Linked DNA regions of Gossypium hirsutum: region 2 is linked to region 1. The links are chromatin contacts, called in public Hi-C maps. All regions are on one chromosome and are shown on one strand. The core of a region is the stretch at or near the end of the contact, and the rest is flanking DNA. Distances in the headings are between cores, read along the strand shown.

Evidence for each region. A called contact is a pair of places that touch in the nucleus more often than the background predicts.
Region 2: a contact with region 1 is called in a Hi-C map of leaf, with 2.0 times the contacts expected there. The contact joins the promoter of LOC107889565 here to the enhancer-like site in region 1. A contact is called at or near these places in 9 of 34 Hi-C or Micro-C datasets (anther, callus, cotyledon and 5 more).

Annotation. Positions count from the first base shown.
Region 1 is chrA11:106,977,575-106,981,801 of Gossypium_hirsutum_v2.1, forward strand. No RefSeq gene overlaps it. Among protein-coding and RNA genes, the nearest start is that of LOC107962402, 8.9 kb to the left of the region's middle. Within about 2 kb of position 2,952, at least 9 of the 9 cell types and tissues checked have an H3K27ac peak or open chromatin away from gene starts, as enhancers often do. A contact at or near this core is called in cotyledon, fibers, hypocotyl and 1 more, where this site is marked.
Region 2 is chrA11:107,024,225-107,028,538 of Gossypium_hirsutum_v2.1, forward strand. LOC107889565 (auxin-responsive protein IAA16) reads right to left here and starts at 2,321. Exons shown (of 4, transcript XM_016814042.2): 1 at 1,695-2,321; 2 at 786-1,175; 3 at 624-685; 4 at 152-540. The coding sequence starts at 1,933. The coding sequence ends at 503.

The DNA.
Region 1 (4,227 bases), core at 1,702-4,201:
CCTACTTAAAATTATAAAATTAGTAGAAAGCATCAAGTAGGATCATTCTAAAGAGACCGATGATAATGTTTCTAAGTTTCTTGCCAATTTTTGCATCAAACTTTCATGCCATTTTTGGATGCCTTCCTAACATTTTTGGGCTTGATTCGTAAAATAATTATATTTATATCTTTAAATTCCTTTTGAATTGGTATATTATAGGCTCAAAATAGAGTTCTGTAGCTCAAGTTCTAGCCAAAATATTGAACTTGTACTGTTTTTTTTTAAATTTAACACCCCATATCCCCGACCCGATTGCCAGGTTTGAGCTACAGGATACCAAATTCATTTCCGGAGCAATTACAATCAATTACAATTCAATTTAGCCGTTTATACATACTAACAAGTTTAAAACATTATTAACACCAACTATATAATCAATTTCAAGATTAAAACGAACTTACAAAAGCTCTTTTAATAATCCGAGATCGTTTAAGGAATAAAATGCAAAAAGTGTGATTTCAATGTACATCCTAAATGTATGCCACTACCGTCTAGTTTTAAGCATAAACGTCACTTGCATCCACTTACACTTGTAAGTCCCTTTGCTGAAGATGATTCGGGAGATTATTTTTGCGATATGTGTGAGACAGAAAGGAATCCAAAAATCCATGTGTCGAAACCCCTTTTTTATTTTAAAAAACAATGGGAATCGACTTTTAAAACCGAGTGTGGAGTCGCCACCAATCTCTTGATTTAGATGTGATTGGACCACCTATTAAAATGCTTTGTTCAATGAAAAATAAATTTGGTTTAGGAGTAATAAAGAAAAACGGGTTCGGGAGTCGGTTACGCATGAGGAAGGGTTAGCACCCTCATTACGCCCAAAAAACTGGTACCAAATTGATTTGATGCTGTCCTTAGATTAAAAAATATTTTTCGAAGTAAATAAAAAAAATTTTAATAGCTCAAATTAGCTGTCAAAAATTTCCCGTTCCGAAGATATGCAATTTCATACCCAGTACGATTGGATACGATTACTTATACCTTTAAGATACGATCGATTTTCGAATTTTTTTAAAAAAACTTATGCATTAAAAGTATAAAAGGTTATCTAAATATTTGGTTCGTCGGAAAAGTCATACCCAGTACGATTGAGCATAATTTTTCCGAATTCCCCAAATATTAGATATTGCCTTATTTCAAAAACTTTAAATAATTGAAATTTAGAAATTTGCTCAAAAAACATGTTTATTCATTTAAAAATTAATGAAATATTTAATGCATTATAAAAAATAAAAAAAATATGAAATAATATACTCGAAATACAATAAACCTTGCTTAATATGTCTAACATTCATTCTAGGTATAATGTAATAAAAAATTCTTTAAGCATGGATAATGAATAATAAAAAAAATAGTATACATGATCATAACACAAAATAAAATGATGTACAAAAATATGTATGAAACAAAATGAAGGATTAATGGTCATATAATATATCTAAGTTGACACATTTGCATAAAACTTGGGATATATGTTTATTGAAATAATTATTATAAATTTCAAAGTTCAAATCAAATCATGCACAAAATATTTAAAACATAAATTTATTCAAAAATTGAGAATTCACAAGATAATTTAAATAATATATTAAATATGAAGGAATAACAATATATGATATAAAATAATATACAAAGTCAATTTATGAAACCTTTGTATTGATAAAAAATAAAACTAATAAAAAAATGAAGTAAATATATAAGTTATATAAGTAAATATATATATATAAATAATATGAAATACAATAAATTATATGATTTAAAAGGGTTCTTAAAAATATTATACACATAAATAATTTTAAGAGAGGATGTATATATACATAGAAAAAATATTTACACAAAATTATATGAAATTAATAACATGTACCATAGTAAAAATAATTTAATATGTACCATATACATGTAAAAATGCTAGAAATAATTATAGGTCAAAATATCATTTAATTAAAATATGAATTATAGAATTAAACATAACTTATATACGTAATAATTTTAAAAACACAATTATATGAGTTTACTACAAAAAATATATATATGTATAAAAATATCTTGGCTTTAATAATGAATACAAATTAAATATATGCTCTAAATATATGTTTAATAATAACTTAAATAATACACAAAATATGATGGATTTTTTTAAAAAGAAGAAAGATATGTAAATAAATCTAAAAGAAATTATATGCATAAAAATACTAATATTTAAAAAGGTATTTAAATTATGTATATCAATAATTTTCGTACATGTATAGTTAAAATTTAGTTAATGTATATAACATGCGATTTTATTTAAAAAAACAAATACTAATAACATCAATATGTGAAAAAATAGTTAATTTTAATGTTAATAATGTTCATGGAATAAAACCAAGTATTATGAGGTATATACATGTATAATAACACATAAAATAATGTACAACAATATGGAAATTCAAGTATCCCAAATTACAACAAATAAGTAACCAACAATACAAATAATACCATTAATATTAACATTACAAACGATATAAACAGTAACAAATAAAAAACGAAAATAAAACAAGGATGAATATACAACATTAATAAAAAGACTGAAAATATATAAGTGAATAAACCCAAATTTATAACATAAATCTAATAAAATACTTAATCGAAATTAAAGTAAAATAAAAAGAAAATTTACAAAATAAGTAAAACTATTAAAGGAGACACATATATAACACACATGAATTTACAGGGATCAATATTGAAATAATCCCTGATCTTGAAACATTGTGTTGAAATGTGGACTAAAACATAAAAGTATTTCAAATTTTAGGGATAATTTAAAAGAGAATAAAGCAGATTAAACGCAGATGGGAGCAGATTGCGCCGCGGTACAAGGAGGAGGGACCTTCCGCGAAAATATACCATTCCAGGCGCAAAGGCACAAATTCGGGGCTCTAGGCGGGTTAACGCGCGGACCCTCCCCCCTGTGCGGCGTCGTTTTAGGCCTGCTGCTAACCCCCTCTTTTTGAATCATTTTTTAACCTAAAACATAATTCCTTCCCCTTTTGAAATGAATCATGCTATCAGCCCATTATTTTAGGGTTTCCTTTAGCATACCGCCTCCAACAATAGAACTTCCAGAATCCAGAAACCAGTTTGCGGCCTCAAGATCATTCCTCATACTTCGATCTCAACGAAGCAAAGAAGAATCCGTGGCGAATTTGAAAAAGTAAGATCCCCTTTTCGTTTCTTTTTTTATTTTGAAATACAATATCGAAAGATTGAGAAAAAAATGAAAAGATTCAACGAAAAATACTAAAAGCCAGTAAAAAAAACTGAAAATCACGTTTATAAACTTGCTTTCGAAATACCTTTTTTCAGAATTTAGTGTGCATATGTAGATGTATATTCTGTGTGCATAAAAATCTCTGGAGTACAAAAATGAGGCTTTTTATAGCCTGGATTTACAGAATAAAGTAAAAAAATGAAATTCTATGTTCATCGCTGTCATCTTCTGTAAATTCTGTTATCTCTCTTCTCGTGTATTCTTTGCGGGAACGGCCGTACGGAGGAGCCCCCCTGGTGACGTGGAGGCTGAGCGTGGAAATTTCTCGTGAGAAGCTAACCTTTTGGTGTCCTTCTGGCTTACTCTAGAAGCTTCTAGCATTCTCAGGAAATTGAAATAATTCTAGGTGCATTGGGCCTCGGGTTTTGGGGTTATTTAGGCTAATTTTTATTGGGTTTTGGAAATATACAATTTGGGCCAGACATTATGTAATTGGGCTAAAAAGTTTTGGGGTATTTGGTTAGAAAATGGGTTTATTAGAATTGGGTTTTGGGCCATGGGTTATTTAGTGTTTTGTAAATGGATTTTTTTTTGAACTATTTAGTCTTGGACTTTTATTCATTTATTTGGGTTTATTTATTTGCAAATAAATTAAATGGGCCCGGACAAAATTGGTTGACTACACCATGTTTATTATTACGCAGAATGCAATTATATTGCATATATTCATTGTTTCCTTTCCGAGGTAAGACAACTGTAATAGCTAAAATAGTAGTCGTTTAACTCACAATAGAAATGTGCGTGGTAAAAAAATGGCACATGTATAATTACTAAGTTTTAAACCAAAACAAAACCGATGTTATTCACTATCCTAAACTTATTACGAAGGTTTTGTTGTATTTGGTACAAGTATGAAACTAAACATTTGTGCT
Region 2 (4,314 bases), core at 1,071-3,570, 46 kb after region 1:
AAATAATTTGAAAATTAATTAAAAAATAGTTATAATTGAAATCTTAAATGCTGCCGGCCGTTTGCACATGGCGTTGCCCTTAACCTTATCACTTCGTTCATGGATCTTGTTTGTGTGTCTCCTAAACCAATTACAATAAAACATTATAAAATTCATCAAAACCGATCATTAAATTAAATATTACATGCACAGAATCTTTTCTTACAATATAACATTAACAAGAAAAGAAATCACATGCATAACTAATCAAAAACATTATTAATAATTTTTAGGTTATTAATTCTTACACAACCCACAGAAGAAATTAAAACCAAGTCTTGTAAATATTTTTCGTATAGATTTCTTGTCTCTTAATAATTTCTTCTCTTTTTTTCTTCATGCTGATGAACACATTCAAACTCCCTGCTCGATCCCTTTCGAACCGGTTTGCTGCTCTCTTTTCTTTTTATCTTACTAACACTTGATTCTTAACTCAGATTGTTGTTTTGTAATGAAGCTAGCATCAGCTTCTGTTCTTGCATTTCTCCACTGCTCTTGGAGCTGCCAGTGCCATGAAAAATTATCCCCATAAGCTTCTATATATTCAAATAAAATTAGTCTACATAGAACTAATAGTTACTAACCAAGTCCAATGGCTTCTGATCCTTTCATGATTCGTAAACGCTTGCATGAATCGACAAACATTCTACAAAATTTAGTTAAAAAATTTGAGTTAATTTTAAATCATAAAATTAATTAGTATAAATAACTGTAAAAAAATTAACTGGAGTTGGAAAATAACTTACTCCCATGGGACATCACCAACAAGCATCCAATCTCCATCTTTGTCTTCATAAGTAGGAACATATTCAGACCCGTTCAAGAGATCTATTAATTTGCTTTCATTCATGAAATCTTTCATTCCTTGTGAACCCCCACAGTTACCAATAGTGAAGGAGCTAAACATTTTGCCTAAGGCATCCGATAGTTCTTGGTAACTCTTGTATAATTTCAAGTCCACCTTGCGTAGATAGGGTGCACCATCCATGCTGACCTTAACAAACGCCGCCGGTAAGGCGGTGTTAATGGTGTTTCCACTGCCGGTTTTCTCACCCTTGTTGTCGGAGCTGTTCTTCTGAACGGTCATGATGTTTTTCCGAAAGGACCTGACCGGTGGCCATCCTACTACTTGTGCCCTAAAATCCAAGTATTCAAATTTACCATAAAAAAACTAGCAAAAAAACAAAAAAAATATTGTCAACTATTGACGTCTACCAAAAGTTTGGTAGCTTAGCTGTGGACTATCTTAGCCATTTTCAAGTTAAAACTTTTGAATTATTGTTTGGTTGCTGGGAAAAGTAATAAAGATTCCACATGTTTTGTTTTCCCTCTTTTTCCCGACAAACAACTAAAGCCACCAAATATCCCACTAAAAATTGTTTCTACGCTTTACATGGCCAAGATTCAATCAAGACTCATCTTCTAGTACCATTCAAACTAATATCCAACAGTTAATCTCAGTAACAGAAAGAGCTTTTTAGCGACGAAAACAACTTCCGTCGCCAAAAAAAGAAAGTATTATTTCATTCAAAACTATACTCATGATGCTTGTACATGCTCACTTCTTGTCTCTAAAAAGAAATTAAAAAAATGAAGGAACAAGATCATTAACTAACCAAGAAGCAAGAGAAAGAAAAAGTATAACGGTAGCTTACTTAGCAGGGGGCTTTGCAGTGTTTTTCTCCTTCATCTTCTCAGCTTCATCCACCGATGCTTCCTTTGTTGTTGAAAGGTTAAGCTTCAAATCAACCATATCCGAATACCCTCTTTTCCCATTATTTTTGGCGGTTTCATTATCATTTTCAATGCCTGTGGGTAATCCTAAACGTAACTCCGTCTCTTCGAAATTAATCATGCTATACTTGTCACGCTCTGCATCCATAATGCTAGTCATTGTGTTACTTATACACCAAATTTTACGAACAAAGCTCAAAAACCCGAAAGCAACCCGACTTTAATTTTCTTTCCTGATATCTCTTCACTTGCGTTCTGCTTTTTTTTTTCCCCTTTGTTTCTCTTGAGAATGTGGTTTTGCTAAAGGAAGAGTGTGAAAATGGTAGAGAAGAAGGCCAAAATATGGTTTATGTCAAAAGATAATATACTGTTGCGGAATATTATGGTTGTGGGATTTGGACGGTGACGATTATTCCAAGTGGAGATAGTGTTAATTCAACCGTCCAAGATGTGTCGGGGAAGTGGCGTCATGGATGATGTAATTGTTAGAATGATACAAGAGTTTGTGTTGTTTGCCTCCCTCTTGTCTGCTAGGCTCCACCAATTTACAACCAGTTTATGAAGATGCTATTAACAATGGTGTTTATTATGGTATATATCTCATGTTTTAGGGGCATTACATGCGAATTTCATTTGAATTATATCAGACTTAAAACGGAAGATTCATTTTAACTCGGTTTCTTTTAGCTTTGAGTTATTTGTTGATTGTAAGTTTAGTTTTAATAAATAGAATAATTGGAAGAGTAAAATAGCATAGGTGCGTAATTCGTGTCCCTTGTAGTTTCTTTTGTTCAAAGAGTAAAATCCACTATAAATCAATATAAATAGTGATTTAATTATAACTTCACCAACTGATACAAGGGGAAAATGAATTCCTTTTAAATTTAAAAATTTTAAAATTATATCATCTTAAAAATTATAAAATCATAAATTAATACATTATAAAATCTATATTTGACAGCTCGAAAATTCATAATTTAATTTTAGTCCTCCCTAAAAGAATTTCTAAATTCACCCTAAACCTCACACTCTCAAACTGAAAATGAAAATAATTTATTTACAATCAAATTGCACTTAATGCAAGTTCTTCTAATAAACAAATAAGTGCTCTTTCTAATTCTTACATGAATACATAGACAATTGTAGATTTTGCTCCAATTGGTGTTCTATTTGGCATCAAATAACTAGAGATTTTCAACATTTGAACTTCAATAGAAACAAGATCTCTTTCAAAATAATAAGTAAATTACACTTAAACTCTTCAAATAAAGTTTTTGTTTTACGATATTCAACATAACCAAATCTAATTAATTTATGCTCAAAGCCCTCAAAGACATGTAAGAAAAATAATCACAAGAATTTAGTCAAAATATATCAACACATATGGAAAATTATACAACTGTCCAAATGCAAAGTGAGACGTAATTGATAGTACAACTAAAATGTGCAACTGGAACTAACATTCTCCACTTTTGGCAACTTTTTTACCAAAAACACTACAACAATATCAAGTAAGGTAAATCCAATATTCAAAATGATACTCCCCCTTAGAAACTTAACCAACCAACAACTATAAAACCAAACTATGAAATCAATCATTAATGTATCAGATCATTATAGCATTAAGATAACATCAAAACAACTCTAGTATCCAACCATCCAGAATTAAATACAAACCACATAAGGAGTTCATCATGTTAGAAATGAATAACCCGAATTATTGTTAAAATAAAATACAATGGTAAAATCTATATAGAACTACATTTCTTTTATTTTATTTTAATTAGAATAAGGTTTTTCAGCCTTACTACACTTTATCTATTTGGCATTGATTAGAATAAGGTTTTTCAACCTTTAAATAGATGTAGTTGAAACTCATCATCAATCAATCGAATTTGACATTAGTGAATTTTCTTCTCTTTTGCCCTTGATTTTTTCCCGAAAGTGTTTTCCACGTAAAATCTATGTGTTTTCTTTTTTCTTTCTTATTGCTTTGCGATCGTTCTTTATTTCTATTATCGACGTTAGTTCAACAAACTAGTATCAAGAACTTTTCGAGTTGCTTATCTAGATCATGGTAATGGTGACAATGAAGTATGATATTCTGCTGTTAGATCATAACACCATATTCATGTTGTGGTAAGTAAAGATGCAGGCAGGTCTTGCACAAACGGATTTGGAGGATGTCCTGCTAGGGTTAGATAAGATGCCTTTGATATTGACGGATAAAGAGAAGAAGTGCAAAGATCTAAAGGCTTTAATGCCATTACAACCTCATCTGTCGAATGAAATTCTACAGGACGTGTTGAAAGAGAAGACCGTCATTGCATTATGGGGAAAATTGCAATAGCTATGCATGTTGAAAATCCTAATTAGCAAGTTGCATCTAAAGTAACATCTTTATTCTTATCATTTGGAGGAAGGTATATTTGTGCTCAAATAGTTAATTGTGTTTAAAGAAATTGTTTCAGATTTAGATGCCATGGAAGTTCAGTATGATAAAGAAGATTTAGGGTTAATTCTACTTTGTTCGTTGCCCCC